Regions from separate parts of the Triticum aestivum genome. Here region 2 is linked to region 1. A link is a contact called in public Hi-C data. All regions are on one chromosome and are shown on one strand. The core of a region is the stretch at or near the end of the contact, and the rest is flanking DNA. Distances in the headings are between cores, read along the strand shown.

Region 1 (4,725 bases), core at 864-3,363:
TGTCTACATCCAATGACCTGGATTGCTTCAATGTCGAGCGCTCAACACGTTTAGCGTGCAGTTAATTTCATGCCAAATATAGTGCTAATCACATAATAACACGTAAATAATATCCTACTTAATATCCGCATGCATTTAATATACTTTCAAATTAACGTGCATTGCACGTACACATTGACTAGTTGATAGAAGGGGTAGAATGAGTACATAGAGATACAACACATGACACGAACGCAGGCAGGCGTGAACATGATGCCTGGAGTAGAGAGACAAGGGATGCTCGGCCCGAACAGAAGATACATCACTACTAGACATGCCAAGCCCGAACCACGAGCGACAATGCCGAATCAACAAGAATTCCAACATCACCCGAACCAACACCGGGGACACCGCGAGCAAGCTAGATAGCGCCTTCAAGAAGGAGGACGACGTCGAGACGCCGTCGCCATCCGGTCCGGGGTAAGCAAACCTAGGGTTTCCCTTGAGCTCGAAGAGGGGCAATGTTGAAGGCCTTGGAAGCGCCTCCAAGAAGGAAACGACACTCGCGGGCGCCGTCACTGCTAGCACCGGTAAACCGAGCAGGGATCTTTCCCTGGCCTGAAGCTGAGCAATCCCATAGCCGCCGAGTCTGGAATCGAAGATGAGGAAGTCCACGTTGGTCGGAATCGCCATGTCGGGAAGGGGTTGGCGGGGCTGCACTTGCCGTCGGACGGTGGCACCGCCTCCGCACCCACGAGCGTTGGATCCGGCAAAAGGGGGAGGCTTTGAGACCTCCGGGGTAGGGCAGGCGACGAAGTAAGCCACACGGAGGGCATGGGACGACGACGTCCAGCAACGCCGACAAACTAGGACTGGAGAGACGCAGATCCGAGCTACCGTGGCCTTAGCCGTCGAGACATCGGCGCGCCAGGTAAGCTGGAAGGGACGCAGCTACCTGATGACCGAGGCCGGAGCTGCCCGGCAAAGAACACCGGCAGCGAAGGACACCGGAGAGACGCGGGCCTAAACCGTCGGGGCCGAAACAGTGCCAGCGGGTACCTGCCGCGAGGAGCTTCATGTCTACCACAACCAAAGATGCATCGCCACGTCCCAGCGAGAGCAGTCATCATGGCTCAAGGAGGAGGAGGGCCGCCGGAGAAGAACGCTAGGAGCGCCGGAACCGCCGCCGGCCGGCAAGCTCGTGCAGCAGCTGGTGGAGGGCGCGCCGGGTGGGGTCCCGGGGAGGAGAGGCGCAACAAGGACGGCGCGCCCGCCGCGAGGAAGCCGGCTGGGGAGCAGCACAACGGCTGGGAAGGGCCCCGGTCCAATTGGAGGCAGACCGGGACGACGAGCCACGAGCCGGGACGAGGCCACTCGCGGCAGCAGCAAGCTGAGGAAGAGCCGCCGGGAGCCGCCGTGGGAGGCCGGCTCCGCCGGTGGGGGCTACTGGCGCCGCCAGGGACGGATCTGGGGGATGTGGCGGGTCAGGAGGCCCGCTGAGCAGGGGGAACGGCCCCGCTGTCGCCATCCCAGGGCCCGGCGCGGCTTCGCCGGCCGGCCCTCCGGCGACGGCGACACGAGGTAGGCGGGAGGAGGGGTGGCGGGCCGGCGGTGGCTCGAATCCCCCGTGTCGCCCAGGTCGGGCGACGCGAGGGTCGGGCTATCACCTCTTCGATGTGGCTAGTTCACGGTTGTAGGTCTCCGTTTTGGTCCATCTATGATGTGCTTGGTGGGTGACTGTGTGGTGTTGCCGTTCATCGGCAATTTGTATCTTGACTTGGGTGTATGTGTTGCGTGTGGTGATGGCTTGTTGTTTACGGTTGCTTGTATGTCGATCGCTGATTTATATAAAAAACAGCGCAAAAACGTCTAGACATACGATTGGATACATGGGTCCAATTGGATGGCTTTTTAGTCGGGGCAGTATCCAGGCTATCCATGATGACATATATTTGGAGTTTTGGAGATGCTGTAAATGAGTGAATATATTTTCTTGATTTTTAGACAAAGGAAAAACACTACTGGAGTTTTTGGCCTGAAAGGAATCTTCAGGTACCCACAGAGGCTACAGCTGCTGCAGTAAAGCTGGTAGCAGGAAACCCCGCATATTTTACTCGTGCTGAAATGAATTAACGGCAAGCCGCAAAAGTGGTCAGTCGGACCGTCGAAGCACCACATCAGAATATCAGGGCTACTAGTACACCTCGCAGGTCCAGAGACAAAAGAGGACTCAAACCCCGAAAATTCAATGGCGTGCTCGTGCTCGCATGCTCACGTTATCGCCAGGCGTCCACTCTTGACGGGATGCGGGATGGCCGCGGTATTTCAGGGGTGCCTACGCCGATCATTTAATGCATAAGCTGGATGGAAGAGCCAACGTAGATACGGTGCATGCAGACAGACATGTAAAGGCTCAGCGATGGCGTTTGGACACTGTACCAATGGTGGGATTTGGCATTAACTACAATTAATTTCTTTCCTATTTTTTCCTAACAACTTCTTCCCAAATCTAGGAATGATTAATTAAGCCATTTTATTTGTTTCCAATCGTGAGGGACAATGGTTCCAAATCAACATCGTTGCTTCCCAAAAAGATTTGCTTCGTAGGAACTGGATCATTTGCTTCCTAAAATTTTCTTCGCTTCCTATGAAGTTTTCAGTCGTGTGGAATTTTTTTCTTGTTTGCTTCCAACGCTGTATTTTACTAAACAAGAACGTTGGTTTCCAAAAAATATTTTGCTTGGTACGAACCAGTATTGTTGCTTCTTATAAAAATTTGGTATGAACCGGGATTGTTTTCTTCCTAAAATTTTCTTTGCCTCCTAAAAAGTTTTCAGTCGCGAGGATTATTTTTGCTTGCTTCGTACGCTGTTTTCAATTGTGGAGATCCTTGCAAAAACTTCAGTTTGGTTTATTTTTTGTTTTTGACTGTCCCTGAAGTTCCAAAAACTTCAGTTTCAAAAATATGTTCCATGCGACCAAAGGATTGTTTCGAGTGCGTGCATCCAACAAAATTAAATTTATTTCCACCAAACATTAATAAATTAGAACTTGCTTCAGAAGAAATACAATTTGCTTCCATAGAAGTTGCTTCGAACAACATGAATGAATTATATGTTTTTGTTGTCACGACACAATACAAATCACAACCGAGAGTGGTCGCACATCCGTCCAGGTCTAGATTGTCTAAGCATTTTTCACTCTCTTCCATACTGATTGGTGGCCCAACTTTTGACTTTGATGGCAAAAGGAAGAGTGGAACCATCAAATTCAAAAAATGTTCATGATTTTAGAAAATGTTTGAAAATCTGTAAAATATGTTCACGATTTCGGAGATGTTCATGAGTTTAAAAAAAGTTCATGATTTTCAAAAAATATTCACGATTTTACAAAAATGAGAGTGATAGTGTATCTCGGTGATGAAGCAAAATATGGTCATGGCCATTGGACATTATGATTTTTGTTTTCCCGTTGCAACGCACGGATAGTTTTGCTATAATTACAAAAGAAGGACAAATTTGGAGTGTCGGATTTCCATTACATCGATGACGAAGGTATGGTCTGACGCCGGAGTCTTAGCAAACTATAGATACAAAGCGTTTCCCACTAGTTGTGGCCAATGTTTTCATGCGTCGTGCTGGATTAGGTATCATTAGCAAACTGAGGTATTATGTAGCTCGTCGCAAATGGCGTACGCATTGTACCTGTAAATTAAGTTCACGATGTGCGATGTGTGTGTTTAGCAGTCAAGTAGCAAATGGTGTGGAAGCAGCTATTTAGTCGCAAATGACGTACTTTTGGCGCCATCAAGTTAACTGTTATGTGGTGTATTTCTTTTTTGAGAATCTGTTATGGTGTATTCTGTATGTGTACTCCGGTAATATTAATGAAGGTCTGTTTTCTAGTTCATCGTGTCTAAAAGAGAAAAGTTCAGGCTTAGCCAGGTTAACTCTCAATTTAACAGTCATTTTCAGAGTGGTCAAACGGAGCAAACGCATACGTGAGGCCATCAGTAGTGCATGTGCAATACGTGGCGGCAGGAACTACACATGGACTCGCCGTTTCTGTGATAGACCCGAGCGCTGCGATAAGTTACGGGCCGATAGATGCGTCATGTACCATTGGAACAGATGTACGTCCTGCCGTCACGACATTGTCAAATCAAACGGCCGGCTCTCCGTATTGCACTGTTCAGCGCTACATTCCTTCCTACTGCCTCACACAATCGCATTCAATACACGCTGAGACGCGTCCTTGTTCTATTCGTACACGAAGCGGGAGCAAGCGAGCTCGTCCGCTACTTCGCTGCTCTCACTCAAACCCGGTCTTGGCCATGTCTGCGTCGAGACGGATTCATGGATTTCTGCCCGGGCGTGACGACGGCGACGGGATTCATGGGTCACGGTCACTCTGATGGGCACAACTCGTAGTAACACGGATCTCACGCGTCTCGGTTCTTCGTCTCAATCTCTGATCGATCCGTCACATTTGTCCGTGCAGGCAAGAGAAAAGCAAGACGCGACGGCGTGTGGGCGTGCGTGCGTGCGTCGCCTGATATCACAAATCCACGTCGCTGGAAATACAGGATAGAATACGGTATGCGGATACGTGGTCCGGTGCCGACGTTGCTAGTCGGCCAATACAGATGATAGTTAGCTGTTATGATGTGACAACTGTCACACACGCTCTCACGCGCTGATGGTTTTATGCTTCCCTTTCACCAAGAAAAACAAGCCCTATGGTGCG
Region 2 (4,725 bases), core at 705-3,204, 220 kb before region 1:
ATCTGCACAGAATATAGTTAGATTTGAAGATAATGTCAATCGCTACTGCAGGTGCAGCTACAACTAAGTACGTATTGAAATATATTGCATGTCTTTCTCCATCAGTTCGGACTTTTAAATGAATTGACTGGAGCATAAATTCAATATGGGATCAGAGCCAAGAGGTTTTGAGTTTAAAACCCTGCCAACGTAGTATTAAAAAAAGATACTGCAACCTACACCGATCCCATGTCTAAAGACTAAAATAGCCTAGACGTGAGGGGGGGTGTTGAAATATACTGCCCGTCTCCCTCCATCTGTTCGGACTTTTGGATGAGTTGGCTGGAGCATGAATTCAATATGTTGAAATATATTGTTTGTCTCCCTCCATCAATTCGGACTTTTGAATGAGCTGGCTGGAGCATGAATTCAATATGGTATCAGAGCTAAGTGGTCTTTTGAAGACCCTGCCAACGCAATATTCAATAAAAACGATTCTACGGCCTACATCGATCCCATGTCTAAGGACTAACATAGCCTAGACGTGGGGGGGGGGGGTGTTGAAATATATTGCCCGCCTTACTTCATCAATTTAGACTTTTGGATGAGTATTCAATAATACAAGCATAACATAAAATTGTTCTTGGCTAGAAAATAAATCTGCTCATGGCATCCTGTTGGTAAAATATTTATTATTGTAAATTTGTAATGACTAAATAAGAAAAACAATATGAACCATAACAAATACTGAAGGAGGGATGTTGGAAGTGGCTGATATAGCCACCTGACAAACTTATCGCACTAAGATCAACTCTAACAGATCTCTAAGAATATCATTTAGGGAAGTATGGGCAAGAAAACGTCTTCGACAGATTAAGTAAATCCGGCCGTGACTTTCATCTGGTGACCTTCCCCTGAAGTTTTGGCGTGTTAGAAACCGCCCGAGACTTTATCACCCTCTATCCCGCACCGCCGCCGCTCCGTCCCCATGCCACCTCGCCGCCGCCGCGCTACCGCACCGCCTCACCACTCGCTGCTACTACCACACCGCCAGCCCAGTGCTCCTGCCCAACCACTGACTTGCCGAACCCAGGCCATTAGCTAGAAAAAGTTTAATAAAAATAAGAAAATAGGGAAAGAAGTTTCGAGGAGTTAGGATTTCTCTGCCTCCCGTCGGCGCTGCCGTTGGCTTGCCTCGTCGCCCGTGGCTTTAGAACCATGGGGGCGTGCCGGTGGGAGGGCTTCGTTTTAAAATCTTTCTTCAAGTTTTGTTAGTGGTTGTGTCCTATTCAGGAAGGCAAGACGGCGGCGGCTCCGTGAAGATGGAATAAGGTTCTTCCCGCTTAGCCTCCATTCCGATGGTGCGTCTAGCATGGTCGGTGGGCTTGTGAAGGTGCATCCCCGGTGGATCTATCATTGGTGGATTTGCTCGGATCTAATCGTTGTTCGTCTATGTTCGTGTACATGTTTTTCTCATTACACACGAAAGTATGTGGTTGCTGTTATGGTGTGTTGGTCCTAGGTGGCCTTAGCACGACGATTTTCCGACTGTCTATTACAAAAGTTTTGCCTGGCTCCGGCTAGGGAGGAGCGATGACAGCGGCGCGCCTTCGGTTCGGCTCAATGCTTGTAGTTGTCGCTAGATGACTTACGGATCGATTTTTATTATTTCTAGTGTTAGTTGTACTACCATGGTTAATGATTAATGGATAGAAAATTTTCTAAAAAAAGAAGTTTCAAGGAGTTGACAAAAAGTTTCTCTCTGGAAACTTATCCTAAATTTACTCTCTGAGAGTCTTTTTTAGGGAAATTGCCGGTGTTGCTCTAAGAGTCCGTCCACCGTACTCATCGACCCAGCGCGCAAAATACAACGCGTCCGCACCGTCGTGAAGAGACATCCTCCGTACGTGGGCGCGGCAGCAGAGCACGACACCTGACCCATCACGACGTTCCCCTGGCCGGTGTGGACTCAGGACGGCCGCGTACACGACCGTACCCACGCCGCGCGCGGCCTTTTCCTATCGACGATGGCCCCCGGCTCGTAGGCCCTGCCGGCTGCCGGCGTTGTTCTGGTGCCGGCTGCTGCGACGTTAGTATCGTGTCCAGCGGTGATGCCGGGCGATTTCCGGGTTGAGAAAATGACTCGTTAAGTTGTTATCCAGTGACCCCTGCACCGGTGCATTTACATGTTTTTCTAGTGGCCGTGCATGCTTTCTTGATCAGCATGGCATCATGTGCGCGAGCCATCAGGAATCCCTTTATTCTAGTCCACGGAAGTTCGTTTGACTTATCTATTATCATGCGGAGGATGGCATCACCGGCCAAAATAAAATATTTTACTCGTACTTAATTATGGAGAAACCTGCATCTGCATCCCATCCCATTGTCCTACCACTGGGCACTCCTGTTTGTGCGGTTCGATTTGACTAAATTAGCACACTTGTTTAAGTGACGCGTACCAGGTGTCGAGCAGCTGGAGGCGGGGATTGCACAGCACACGTGGAAGAACACTGTCAAAGCATTATTTATGTACTTAATCACTGCCCACCTAAGATACTAACCCGGGTTCACATCACGACACGTGTCCCGCTTTAGTCATTCACCTTCTTATCGACGATTTTTTAGACTAGCCACGATGGGTAGTAACATAGACTAGTAACATAGGCATACTAACCCGGGTTCACGTCACAATGCATATGTTACTAGTCTATATTACTACCTCTATAATGCATAGTATCATAGATTAGTATCATAGGTGGTCTCATTTATTGCCATGCATGACACATAGTAGCATCATATTTATTATGTTACGATATCTACCTATGTTACTATAACCATCTCTTTTTTTAAATTGCCTGCCACATAAGCATGTTTGCGAGTCCCAAGTGCATGATACTACTTATGTTACCCCACTATGGCCAACCTAGTGGGGAGTAACATATGTGTGGTAACATGCAACACTTCATTTATTAGGCTATAGACTCATCTTGCCTTGATATGTGTGATGTTACTCATACTACTAGTAACTAGCTATGTTACCACATGTCTCTCTTTCTTCATTTATTGCTTGCCACATCATCTATGTTATTTAGATATGTGTGATGTTACTACCTATGTTACTCCCATTGTGGGTAGTCTTAGTCAATGGCCAGCGCTACCGCATTGGCTGGCCGATCTTTGGGAAATGTCGTCTAGGTCTCGAGCTGTCCTACCGTGTGATCGCCCCTCTTATTTGCCTTTCATTCCGATATGATCCATGTTGCAAACCCCTCGTTTCAACACGGTCCATGTGTTGCAAAGCTCGTTGTAGAAATACCTTCAATGAGTCCTAGCACGATTCATGCTGCAAAGGACCTCTCGTGAGTCCTCTCTTGCAACACGACCACCGTCACAAAGCACCTACGGCGAGGACCCCCTGGCTTGCAACTGTCCCGCTGTCGTTGCATCGGCTTTGCATGGTCGGTGGTGTGCAGCAAACGCAACCGTGGGCGTCGCGCACGTGCATCTTGGCGGGGACAAAATTCGAGACATGGGTGAAAGGAGAACACTACTCCTGCAATACACAGGGCGGTGGCAACAAGGTCTCCACAGTTGGCCCCCAACGGCGGTAGTGTCTCGGATCACCATGATGTGTGGACATAAGACAAGAGATGGATGGCGGGGAAGAAGAGATAAGGATGGATGATTTCACAGGGAAGAGAGGCTCATGCCCACCGGGACGTACGGTGGGCGCATAAGACAGTCGAACAGACCGGGGGGGGGGTTCAAGTTGATGGACGGGAGTGTTTTTCTTAAGTCAGTTCTTTTGATCAACTAGGCGTGTGTTATACGTGCGCGCCTTTGATCAAGTTTGATCATATCCAAAATGATCGCAGTTAGACTCAAGGCTATTCTTTTGGGGTTATTTCTCATTCAAAGCGCATTCGTGCCAGGTAGACTCATCGTGCCAGGTAGACTCATCGAATGCGGGAATGACCACGATGGTGTCAGCCCACAAAGGAACCATCGACAACTCCATACCACCAAGCGCAGTTCTCCCTTGTAAGGGCATCTCCAAAGTAGATCCTCAAACCGCCCGCAACCGTCCGAACTGCGTGGTCCGGACATGTTGAGCCATCCAACATGGGCCTGTATCGGTCCGCTAGCGGTCCGGACATACTTTCTTTGGCAATCCCGAGACAAATTGGCGGGGAAGGGGGAGGGCTTTATGGGAGTCCGCACAACAGCCACATAGGACTTCGACACCCCAGCCCACCCAAAACCCCTCCTGGACCCCGCGTCTCCATCCTCCCATTTTTCTCTCCGTCAGTTTTTCTCTCCTGCCTTCGCCACCGCTCCACCACCCCGACCGCCACGCCGCACCTTTGTTAGAACTCGACGAGTCCGTCACCTCCAACGGTACACCCAGTCTCCACACCGCTTCTCCGCCGCCGTTCCTCACCTCTCCTCCGACCGCCGCACACGTACCATCCGCTCCTACGATGCTCACCATGCCCAATAACTGTTCGGTGAATGCCCGAGCTAAATATTTTTGCCCCTTCTTCTTTGAAGCAATGAATTCGGATATGGAGAACATATACGAGCACTATGTTGAGTCGTCGGACGGCTTGTCCTACGAGGAGGACTACACGGATGAGATGTCGATGATGCAGACGGTGCTTGCAGACGTGGAGCTTGCGGAGGAGCATGTTCTAAATTTCAAGGGGTTGATCATGGGTCATCGAGTGCTCAAACGCAACCGGGCAT

What was found. A called contact is a pair of places that touch in the nucleus more often than the background predicts.
Region 2: a contact with region 1 is called in a Hi-C map of leaf, with 3 times the contacts expected there. The contact joins two enhancer-like sites. A contact is called at or near these places in 2 of 5 Hi-C or Micro-C datasets (both in leaf).

What each region holds. Positions count from the first base shown.
Region 1 is chr5D:220,718,414-220,723,138 of IWGSC CS RefSeq v2.1, reverse strand. No RefSeq gene overlaps it. Among protein-coding and RNA genes, the nearest start is that of LOC123120219, 29 kb to the left of the region's middle. Within about 2 kb of position 2,113, at least 1 of the 8 cell types and tissues checked has an H3K27ac peak or open chromatin away from gene starts, as enhancers often do. A contact at or near this core is called in leaf, where this site is marked.
Region 2 is chr5D:220,940,625-220,945,349 of IWGSC CS RefSeq v2.1, reverse strand. No RefSeq gene overlaps it. Among protein-coding and RNA genes, the nearest start is that of LOC123120222, 100 kb to the left of the region's middle. Within about 2 kb of position 1,954, at least 4 of the 8 cell types and tissues checked have an H3K27ac peak or open chromatin away from gene starts, as enhancers often do. A contact at or near this core is called in leaf, where this site is marked.